Linked DNA regions of Capsicum annuum: region 2 is linked to region 1. A link is a contact called in public Hi-C data. All regions are on one chromosome and are shown on one strand. Each heading gives the region's core, a stretch centred on a gene start, on an enhancer-like site or on the middle of the called end of the contact. The rest is flanking DNA. Distances are from core to core; before and after follow the strand shown.

Region 1 (6,449 bases), core at 1,927-4,426:
ACCTGTCTGAGATCGGCCTTTATATGGGTCAGACAAATATCCTGTATCTGCATAACTAATTAATTGTGAATCGGACTCATTTGAATAAAATAGTCTCATATCAATAGTTCCTTAGAGGTATCTGAATATATGCTTAATATCATTCCAATGTCTTCGTGTCGGGGAAGAACTAAATCTTGCTAATAAATTTATAGCAAAAGATATATCTGGTCATGAATTACTAGCAATATACATTAATTCTCCAATTGCACTAAGATATGGTACCTCAGCACCAACAAATTCTTCATTATTTTCATGAGGTCGAAATGTATCTTTATTAATATCAAGTGATCTCACAACCATTGGTACTCAATGAATGTGCTTTATCCATATAAAATCTCTTTAAAATATTTTCAGTATATGTGGATTGATGGACAAATATTCCATTTGTAAAATGTTTAATAAGTAGACCAAGGCAAAATTTTGTCTTTTCGAGGTCTTTCATTTCAAATTCTTTTTTCAAGCATTCTATTGTCTTTGGAAGCTCTTCAGGAGTTTCAATGATATTCAAATCATTAACATATACAACTATTATGACAAATTCAGATCCAGACCTTTTAATAAAGACTCAAGGACAGATTGGGTCGTTTTTATACCCTTCTTTAAATAGGTATTCGCTAGGTCGATTATACCACATGCATCCTGATTGTTTTAATCCGTATAAGGATTTCTGAATCTTGATTGAACAATTTTCTCGAGAAGTTTTATACGTATCAAATATTTTGAATCCTTTAGAAATTTTCTTATAAATATCACTGTCTAATGAGCCATATAAGTAGGATGTGACAACCTCCAAAAAATGCATATCAAGTTTTTCATGAATTGCCAAATTAATAAGATACCTGAAGGTGATTGTATCCACCACCGGAGAATATGTCTCCATATAATCAATGCCAGGTCTTTGCAAAAATCCTTGTGCCACAAGTCGTGCTTTATATCTTACGACTTCATTTTTCTCATTCTATTTTTGCACAAAAATTCATTTGTACCTCACTGGCTTTATACCTTCAGGTGTTTGGACTATTGGTCCAAAAACTTCGCATTTTTCAAGCGAAGCCAATTCAATTTTGATTGCATCTTTCTATTTTGATCAATTATTTCTCTGTCTACATTCTTCGACAGATTTTGATTCAAGATCCTCATCTTGTTGCATTGTTTCATTAGCAATATTATAAGCAAAAATATTATCGACAATTATATTTCGATTCCATATTTTTCTCGATGAGACATAACTGACTGAAATCTCTTTATTTTTATTATTTTCAGGTACCTGAACCTTTTATGAGGTTTCATTAATTGTTATGTCTTGCTGCTCTTCATGAGTAGCTTCCGTCATATTAAGATTATTTTGATCATTTGCTCCTCTTTTTTTTCGAGGATTTTTATCTTTAGAACCGATTGGTCTACCACGTTTTAAGTATGGTTTAGACTCATTTGCATTACACAATTGTCCTGTCGGGACATCAACTCGAATAGGAGCATTAGCAGCTGGAATGTGAGATTTTGTAATTTTTGATAGGTCAGTGAATGCATCTGACAGTTGATTTGCAATGTTTTGCAAATGAATTATCCTTTGAACTTCTAGTTCACATTTATTTGTACGGGGATCTAAGTGAGATAATGATAATGCATTCTAGTCTATCTTTTTTTCCAACTGCTTATTTTCTCCCCCTAATATTGGATATCTCTTTTTCCAACTGCTTATTTTCTCCCCCTAATATTGGATATATTGAGGACTTATTTTTGTGTGTTATGGTGGAGCAATTGAAACATATACCGCACATCTAAAAACTCTTAGACGGAAAATATTTGGCTCTTGACCAAAAATTAATTGTAATGGGGATACTTTATGATAACTTGTGGGCCTTATCCGCACAAGAGCTGCTGCATGCAAAATAGCATGACCCCATATCGAAATGGGAAGTTTTGTTCTCATAAGCATTGGTCTAGCAATTAATTAGAGGCGTTTAATCAATGATTCTGCTAGATTATTTTGAGTATGAACATGGACAACTAGATGTTCAACTGTTATTTCAGTTGATATACAATAATCATCAATAGCCTGGGATGTAAATTCACCCGCATTATCAAGCTGAATTGTCTTTATTGTATAATCTGAAAATTGTGCTCTTAACTTTATTATTTGAGCAAGTAATCTCACAAGTGTCAAATTACGAGTTGATAATAAACACACATGTGACTATCTTGTAGATGAACTTATTAAAACCATATAATACTTAAATGGTCCACATGGAGGGTGAATGAGCCCACATATATCACCCTATATACGTTCCAGAAATACAGGGGATTCAATTACAACTTTCAATGAGTGTTCATATGAATTCTCAATTATTTTGCGTATCATATTAGAACAGGGATGACCCAACTGATCATGCCAAATAATAAAACTGTTTCAATCAGTAAACTTTTGATTTACTATGGTATATGTTTCAACAATGCTAATATTTGTGTAGTATAAGCTGGAAGAAGAGCGGGTAATTTTTCAAGTATGTATTTATTACCCGACATTATTGTAGTAATATAAAGATATTCAATTTTTCCATCATTTGTAGTCTCAATATGATAGCCATTTTGGCGAATGTCTTTGAAACTTAATAAGTTTCTTTGAGAGTTACTACAATATAATGCTTTACCAATCATCAAATTTGTTCCTTCGGAAAGTAATAAGTTAGTTTTTTCGGAACCTTCAATTAATCTTGTACTACCACATATAGTATTAACATTGAATTCTTTCATTACCAAATAAGAGAAATATTTCTTATCTTTTAGAATAGTATGTGTGGTAGCACTATCTATAAGACATATATCATCGTAACTTATTTTGAATCAAATTGATGATTGGGGAATTTCCATATTCTTATGAGGGATCTCATGCTAATAACGTGTTGTAAATAAATATTCTGAAATATACTAAAATGAAAGAGGCGAGAAGAGAGATCTATATAAGAAAAAACTTTTTTCTTCTTCTTTTTGATTTGTACAAATCATGTAATAAGCAAAGCCTTTTATAGACACTAATATATGAAATAAGTATACTATATGAGAGTACATTCATAAACTAATACATCCAACAATAGTATATGTAGTATGTGTAGTGAACATCCAGAAATAATTTACAATAGAAATTTCTTTCTTATCCACACATAACCTCCTATTTTAGCTAAATCCAAATACCCCCAAAATCCTCTACTTAAATAAAACATTAGAGATTTCTTTTTTTCTTTTTTATCCATAAATAACCTCCTAATTTTCTCCATTGCAACTATTTTTATTTCTTCTTGTTTTCATGCGAAACTTCTGGAACATACATTCAGAGCACAAAACCCCAAACCGATTTTCTTCTTCTCAGTTATTCACATCGAAGAAGAACGAAAATTAAACCGTAGAGCCACTGAAGAGGAATTTTATGTATGGAGAAACAGCCGTCAAGTTCTCGAGAGTTACAATGTGTAGGAAGGCTTGAAATTGCTCGCCCTAAACCCGTCGGTTTTCTCTGTGGTACAATTCCTGTTCCCACCGATAAAGCATTTCATGATTTCAATGCTTCTGAACTTGTACCCTCCGCTGAAAGGTACGTACATTATCTTCAAATTGTAGTATTTATTTGGGTGAAATTTGACAACAATTATTCACTTATATTAGCGGTAGTTTAAGAGAGAATTAAATAATTGTTGAATGGTTCAGTTCTCCACCTTAACGAAAGAAAATAGGATCGATCAAATTCTAGTGAATGACTTTGTTTATCCAATGATTGAACAATCCGGAGTAATTCAGTTGCCATACGTAGTTGACATTCATAAAACTCATCTATGTTTGGTAGGCTTGGTGATTTCTTCCCACCTGTTTAGCCTTGGTGGATAGAGTTACATGAGGAGTTACCTGATACCTGATATCCCGTGGAATTAGTTGAGGTGCGCAAAAGTTGGCTTGAATACCACGGTTATTAAAAAATGACGAAAAAATTTGTCATTTTAGTTCGTGTTCTCCCTTTCCATTTTGTACTATGGTGTATGACAACGACAATTATTCATTTATATTACCGTTAGTTTAAGAGAGACTTAAGTACTAGTTGAATGGTTCAGTTCTCCACCTTAACGACAAAAAAGGGGATTGATAAAATTCTATTGAATCTGATTCGCGGTGGACCATTTATCGGAGAATGGCTCCGGTTATCAAATGATTAATCAACCGGGAGCAATTTACTTAAGATACATAGTTGACATTCATAAAAAGCATCTAATGTTTTATAGGCGCTTAAGGGTATGGACTACCTAGTGATCGATGAAGTAGTTGAGAACTGTGAGGTCTCAGGTTTAAATCCTCATAGAGACAAAAATACTAGGCGACTCTCCAAGCCTTGGTGGACAGGGTTCCTGTGTTGGTGGGAGATAGGCATCAATTAGTCTAGGTGTGTTCAAACTTAGTTCGATGTCGAAAATTTGATAGTTTAGTAAGTTTGAGTAGTGATCAATGAAGTAGATTGAGAACTATGGGTCTCAGGTTCAAATCTTAATGGAGGCAAAAACACTAGGTCCGTGCCTTGCTGGACAGGGTTTCTTGGTTAGTGTTGGTGGGAGATAGCGATGCAATTAGTCTAGGTGTGTGTACACTTAGTTTGATAGAGAAAATAGTTGTTTTTGAGTGAGTGTGAATTGTTAAAATTTGTGAAGAGTTTTTTAGCAAAGAAATGGTAAAAAATTTGGAAACATTCTAAAATAGCCCCCCCAAAAAAAAAGAAGGCTAAGTGGACCAGAGAGTGTATAGCACTTCTTACTCTCTTAAAATTAAGAGTTCCCAACTCAAATAGTTTACTATGTTTGGGATTGATTTATTTTGTTACCTTTTATTAACTCTGAACTAATATTGTCACACACCACACTCACACACAACAGTCTTATATGTTTACAAAATGGAGGCACTTGTGGTATGGTCTGAATGAATCCTGAGTTGGTCCGTATCTTTTTCCCTCTAATGTAAAAGTAAATATATATGTAGTTATTTGATTTACATGACGGAGAAACTTGATCCAACATATTCAAACTCTGAAGAGTTTCATTAATAGGTTGTATAATGTTAAAACAAATGACCTCTTTGCATATACTCTTTATATATGAAAAATAACAAGAAAACAGATACCATAATGAACTTTTTAAAAGGAAAACTTGTGACTGACTGGTGACCCATCGCGAGGCAAAACGACCTCTCATTTGGCTAGCACCTTAAAGACCACTTTGCATATGGTCCCTATATATAAAAAAAGACGAGAAAACAGATACCATAATGAATGTTTTAAAAGGGAAACTTGTGATTGTCTGGTGACCCATCGCTAGGCAAAATGACCTCTCATTTGGCTAGCACCTCAAATAGGTGTATATTTGCTCAATGCCTTAGACATCTTGGACTATCTTACTGTATGTGCCCGAATAATACTGATAATACTCCTTGTACGATTTATGGTATTGTATTGTTTGATGTATGTGACCGAGTCCTTTTTAATGCTTTTAAATATAGATAATAACTTATTTAATATGATTTTGTTGTATTACTAGGATTCAGTGACATAGAATATTATTTGCTCCGGTAGTTTTTCAATATTTATACATCTTTTCTTTTGATATTTATAAAATTTCATCAAGTATGCACAGGGCCTTAAAGCTAACATATCTTGTACTTTGATAGGTAAAATGTCACACCTTGCTCCTTTGCCTTCTAAAACGCCGATCATGTTATAGAACATGAAATAGATTAAGAACAAAGAATACTTTATTCACTTGCAGTGTCAAATAAGGCTAGGAAAAAATTGAATGAATTATACTATGATAAGGAGTTGTTCCACCATTACTTTTAATAAATATAGCTTTAAATCCAAGAACCCCACCTTTCACTTCCTTTCATTTCCAATTTCTCGTTGCACATGACCAAATATGTTCGCATTTAAAATCTGAGAAAACTATGTGGCCCGTTTGGCGATGAATATTTTGTAGTTTTTTCTTGAGTTGAATTCCGGAAATCATGTTTGGCCATAAAATTCTGGAATTTTAAAAGATCAAAAAGTTGTCTCACCTTTTACTCCAAATCACTCACAGAAATTCAATAAACAACTCCAATTTGTATTCATGGCCGACCACAACTTCAATTTTCAAATACCTTTTTTCACTTTAAAAACAGAACTTTTTTTTTTTTTTTTCCAAATTTCACAATTTCATTGCCAAATGGGCCCTATATTTGCTAAATAATGAAAAGAATGGAAATGAGCTAACTTAATCTAAGATTAGGTTTCCTTTAGGCTAAATTTGCTCCCGTTTTATAATTTCTTCTGATGATGGATTTAGGCCAACCTTTAGGACCAACCACAAATTGCAAAATTTGGGGATAGTGGGCCCGTCCTC
Region 2 (6,449 bases), core at 1,390-3,889, 120 kb before region 1:
ATCTACTGTATGGAAAAGCAACTAGGAGGACGACCAAGGCTAAAAATGTACTTTCACATAGCTCAGTCTACGTGACATCTCATCCTTCTCATTCTGGAAGGATCAATTCATCAACTCATTCATTTGTAAGTTCCAAGAATGAAACATCACTCCTTCAAATCTTCATTTCTACTAAATCTTTTTTCAATTAAGGATTATTTCGAGGCTTTTCAATTTCAAATCAATATTTTATTTTAATTTTAGCCTAACTTTCACTATGATGTTCCATAAAATTCAGATCTCTTCATCTTTTATGTCGGGTGTTTCAATTTCAGGAATGATTTTTCTTTCATTTTATTGCTTAAATCTCTCCAATTCACGGCTGACGTGAAATTTTTGGGTCCTTGGGTAACTACCATTAAAAATTCTTCAAAAAAAAAAATATACAGTATGTGCACTTCCCTTGATTAGCTCGCTATTCATTTCACACTTTTCATTATATTTTTTTTATTTCGGTCACAATTTATTTTTATAATTTTGTATGATCAATTATCCGAAGCAAGATTATTTGGGAGCTCAAAATGTTGGGAAAGTTTTGTTCTTGAAAAAAATACTCAATTTTAGTTTAATCCTCTTAATTATTTTATTTGACAAGTATTGGTTCTTGCAACGGAAGAATACCCCAATAATAGAAGCTTTGTGACATAACTGAGAAAAAAATGAATTTTCTGGAGAAAATACGAACATATAGCCCAACAAATGAAAGGATTATAACAGACTGCTTGGATTAGCTTATTTTAAGTGTTTTTAAGTCAAAATAACTTTAAAAAACTTAAGAGAAAAACCTTTTAAGCACTTATTTTAAAGTCAAAATACCCCAAGAAAAAAATCAAAAAGGCATAAGTTAGTAATTTCACGTTATAAATCGTAAACTATAAGTCCATCCAAACAGATTCCGACAAAGAAGGAAAGTGCTTTAAGGTTGATTATCTAGAAGAGGAACTCAGGGAGGGTGAAAAATCTAGATAATAAATTTCATAAAGGCAAATCAAAATACCAGATTCATTGTGCAATACTTTGTACTGATTTGTTGTTCACCTTAACATCTTGCTTTATTTCTAGTTCCTTGGTGGCTAATTTCATTTAATTTTTTTTATATGTGCATGTTCGTCTCTTTTTTCAAATTGTACTTATATTTTTTTATGTGACATTCTCTATAATAACTATCTGATTTTATGATGTCGCGTTTGAATAACTAGAAAATTAGTTAATTCTTCTAACTTGCACTTTCTGTATCTTCTTGTACTTGATTTTTCTAAAATTAAATACATATTATCATAGAGAATAATGATCTATTGAGTTCTCTTCCTTTTAATGTAGTTGCATTACTTTGACTAATTTATGAGTTATAGGAAAAAAATGTTGATTGAGTTTTTTTCTTTTTTTTTTTCAATGATTACTAATTGAGAATTTAAGTTGTGTGGACTCTTCAATTTTGATGCTCCATCCGTGTCGCAGATTGACAATTTCCTACTACAACTCATATATTTAAATAGGTGAATTTTTTATTTTAATCTTCTCATATCGTATGTATATTTGATATATGTAGATTTTGAATCTCATGAACACAAGATTAGATGTTGGCTTAGTGATTCAGGGAGTTCAAATTCACCCGGAGCTTCCAAGTTCAAAATCTATGCGCTGTATTTTTACTTCAGGACCCCCCTTAATGAAAATCATGAATCCTTCACTGAATGAGACGAATATCAAAGGAGTATATAAGTGTTTCAGATTATGCACTCATTTCAAGTGAAGCTTCATATATAATACTGAAATTCTGAGCTTTTTATAAGTGGAATTACACAATCAGATGAGTGCAATTTGGTCATAGTTATGACTTGAACTGATATTGATTATTAATCCCAGTAAAGTAAAGCTCCAGTAAGTTGTTCTGTTTGTACCTTTTCATTAACTTAAGCTAATATGTGTCACATTGTGGAAAGTTAACTGACTCTCTGTTCTATCCCCATTTATTGTAAATAAATATTCCTGTTGAAGCTTCTTCCATTTTGATTTCATTATTGTTTCATGGTATGTACAACATGGGAAGTCTCCTTTTCATAGAGACTGCTTTACAGTTGTTGAAGCAAATATTCAGTAAGAAAGTCGCTTCTCCTTCATCAGTGAATTCACTTATGCTAAAGGATATAATGATATTGAATGGAAGGCCAAATTTAAACTATGCAGGTATACAAAAAAGACAATCAGCTAGGTCCAACATTGCAATACACCAATGACCTTAATTTTTTATTTAATTGCTCTACTTTCGTCAAAAGATTTATTTTGTATAAATCTAGATAGAAAGAAAATGTACAAATTATGAATTAAATATATTTTTAGAGGGCTCTTACAAGTGAAACCACATCGCATGCACTTCAGCTGTAGTAGTTATGTTCATTCTTATTTCTTTTTATTTCAATAAATTCATAAAGTGCTATACCTTATACTCTAAATTTGGTGTAGGGTGTTCGATAGATTTTTTTCATAAAATATTATCAGCAAAACTTTGTTAAATTAATTTATCGTATTGGACCCGTGCTAAGCACAAACAATAACCATTCAGTTATCCTATAAAGTACCTCATTGTTTTGGGCCAGTTGTCTCTAGGCTCAAATGTGGATAAGAGAAGAGCACAACCCAACTCCTACTATGAAATGCAAATGTTGTTAATTATAGTCAGTCTAATTAAGATTTTAAAATTAATTTATTTTAAAAAGTATTTTATTGAAGTGCTTTTTGAAAAGTTCTTTAATTAAACTGTTTTATATTTGACCAATCAATTTAAAATGCATTTTTGAACAACAATTAATAATTATTCAAACTTTTTTAAAAGTGTTTCTAAGTATCTATTTTTGAAAAAGATACTTTCAAAAAAAAAATTTGAAAAAAAGACGCCTTATGGCCACTCGACCATAATATTGCCGCCCGAAATGGCCATGTGAAGCTTCACCCATTTTATAAATTCCATCTGCTGACCATGTTTAATTGGGATATTTCGGTCCTTAAATAGTTTAATTTTTTTTTTAAATTTCTGTCCTATTTTTAAAGAAGAAAATTATACAACACCACAACTTTTTTTACTAAACTATATAAAATATTTTTTTTTAATTAATTTCTTGAATCCCTAATTTACATTTTCTCTATAAATAATCAAATACAACAAAAAAATCAAAAAACAACTCCTTATTTTAAGGCTAAAGATCTACTTTCTACAAAATCGTGCTCTCCCCACCCCCACACATGCCATATTCAGTTTCTCCATTAAAGGAGAACTTCAGTAACACAACAACACTAATATCAACAGAACAATGTCGACAACATATCAGTAGAAGCCTCGATGAAGAAATCCCTATGAACGAATCTTCAATCTCTTCATTAAAGAAGAAATTGTAATTTTTTCTATCGTTCGATTAAATTTTTGTCAGAAAAATTCACTCCAAACGATTCTTCAATATCTCCGTTAAACGGAGAAATTTGTATTTTTTTTTGTCGTTCAATTGAATTTCCGACAAAATAATTCACTCTAAATGAATCTTCAATTTCTTTGTTAAATGGAGAAATTGGTATTTTTCCTGTCGTCCGATTGAATTTATGTTAGATTAACTTCAAAAGTTTAAAATTTTATCTAATTCGTTTTAGCTCGTGCTGTGGATTTTACGAGGTGTCAGTCATTAATGACGGAATGGAGTAGAACATGAATATACACCTAAAAAATACTACAAATACCATGTATCGTACTGAATTTTTGTGAGATACATAAAGAAAAACGCGAGATACGTAAAATTTGGTTTGGAGATACATAATTTTATGCCAAATCCATATATGATATACAAATTTAATTGTGTATCTCTCTTAAATTATTTATAGTCTAATATATCTTGACCTAATAGCTTTCAAAAGAGATGTATCTCACTCAATTTCATTCTATTGATACATCCAGTGATTAATAACCAAACTAATTACTAACTACTATATTTTTACTGTATCTCAATGCAGGGATGTATCTCACTCTATTTTATTTTATTGATAAGAAAATCAAGCTACAACAAAATAGAGAAGAAAGAAAAGCATGTTGCTGCTTCAAGAATTGTGATTTTTTTTAAATTTAAATTTTTTAACTAATTATGCAATTTTGTGGATCACCGGTAAATAAATAAATCAAAGTTGCGTGATTTGCTCCTTAATTGAACTGATTTTCATTACCTTTCCTTTTTAAATGCTCATATTTCTCGTCAATTGTATCAAAAATGAATGTGTCGGGTGGATAATTATGTACCCAGAAATGACAAAATATGAAATTAATTATAATTTTGGCAAGAGTAGAGATAGAGAGTAATTAGGTGTTAAAGGGTTGGAATTTATTTAAGTTTTATATTCTAAATAGTTTATTTTTGTTTTTAATTTCGCTACAATTTATTTTTGTGATAAAAAAATATATATTTTAAAATATAATTAATTACAACTGCATAAAAACTGTATAATTATTGTATATAATATGTATTTGTATAAGATATATGTATAGAAACTATATAAAATATATATAGAAACTGTATAATTGCTGTATAAAATATGTGTATATACATAAAACATGTATATAAACTATATAGATTGTGTATAGAGAGTGTACAGTTGTTGTATAAAATATGTATATCTATATATAATGTATATAGAAACTATATAATTATTATATAGAATGCGTATTTGAATAACCATTGCAGCTCTAGGAAATATAGAATACGTATAGAAATTGTATAATTATTATATATAGAAATTTTATCATTGTTGCATAGAATATATATTTATATAAAATATGTTCAAATTATGTCATTATTGTATAAAACATGTATATATATCATTATTACGTAAAAATATTATTTTTATACAATCAATAAAAATACACTTTGCTGGTATTGGTTATAGCATTGAAAAGTCTCGTGTTCAAGGTTCATGTTGATGTTGTTAATAACACTGAAAAGTCTCTTGTTCAAGATTCATGTAGGTATTATTTATAGAGTTTTCTTTTATTTGTCTGATGGAAAAAAAGACTAGCAATTATAGTATTATAAATTTGCATTTGATTGTTAACTTAAAAAGCAAAACTACAAATTTTTATTTGTTTTTTTGGTTGAATTTTTAAATATGTGTTCAGTTGTATTTCTTTTAAAAGGAGAAAAGAAAAAAAAGATGATGCAGGCAATCGCCAAAAAGAAAAAAGAAAGAAGGAACATGAGCCGACAAAAAGTTAACAAAAAAAAGGACGTGTGTCATCTGCATACGTTAGTCAAATGGCTAGAAATTAAAATTTTAATTTCTTGGCCACTTTCATCGCATTAATTTAAGCTTACAGGTAATTTCTATTTTTTTAGAAGGAAAAAGGGTAAAAAATATCCTCCATTTTGATAAATTAACTAAATTTATCAGTCATTATATTATTGGGTCAAATATACTCCTAATGTTATATTATCAAGTCAAATATACTCCTGTCATTAGCAAGTCATCAAAAATATTTCTTTTTATAACACTTTTCTACCATGACAAAGTGTGTGTCACGTGACGTAACATTTGGGTGAGGTGGATGCCACGTGACATGCCACCTCAGCATTAGATATTTTTCCTTCTTCATTTTATATTTTTGCTTCAAATTTTATTTACTTAATTATTTAATTTGTCAATTTTTTTAACAAATAAAATATGTGAGTATTTAGCAACAACAAAAAAAAAGACTAACCATTGATCACTAATCACTATCACTAGTAGTAAAACATTCATAGCGGTATCAACTTTTTTTAATATTTTGCTAACCTTAAACCTCCATTTCCGGCACCTCGCTGCTAGACTTTTCAAAATCCACCACCTTCTCCAACAACTCAGTTTTTAAACTCGCCGCTTTTACTTTTTACAACTAGACATGCGGCACATTTTTTTCTTCCATCGCCTTTGGTGGTGATTCTCTTTCGTTTGGTAAGAAGATATTGATGTTTATTAACGATGATGGTTATTTTATTTTAAATAAATAAATTATGTGAGCACTTAAATTGTCATTTTTTTTCAAATAAATAATAAAATTTGAAGCAAAAAGTTTAAAATGAAAAAGAAAAAGATTCTAATGCTGATGTGGCATGCCATGTGGCATTCACCTGGCCCAAATATCACGTCACGTGGTTCTCACCTTATTATGGTGGAGAAGTATTAAAAGGAGGAATATTTTTGATAATTTTACTAATGACAAAGGTATATTTAGCCCTATAGTATAACAACAACGATGTATTTGACTTAATAATATAATGAGAGATAAATTTAGCCAATTATCAAAATAAGAAGATATTTTTAATCCTTTTTCCTTTTTAAAAACTAAAAAAACTCTGAAAAAGAACTTCTGTTATACTCCTTTACTAATATTGTCTCAACAA

What was found. Hi-C and Micro-C count contacts between places; a contact is called where the count stands out from the background.
Region 2: a Hi-C map of placenta shows a contact between it and region 1, with 2.5 times the contacts expected there. The contact joins the enhancer-like site here to the promoter of LOC107872784 in region 1. A contact is called at or near these places in 3 of 5 Hi-C or Micro-C datasets (bud, leaf and placenta).

What each region holds. Positions count from the first base shown.
Region 1 is chr6:192,123,292-192,129,740 of UCD10Xv1.1, reverse strand. LOC107872784 reads left to right here and starts at 3,176. Exons shown (of 10, transcript XM_016719386.2): 1 at 3,176-3,631. The coding sequence starts at 3,471.
Region 2 is chr6:192,246,006-192,252,454 of UCD10Xv1.1, reverse strand. No RefSeq gene overlaps it. Among protein-coding and RNA genes, the nearest start is that of LOC107872783, 15 kb to the left of the region's middle. Within about 2 kb of position 2,639, at least 1 of the 5 cell types and tissues checked has an H3K27ac peak or open chromatin away from gene starts, as enhancers often do.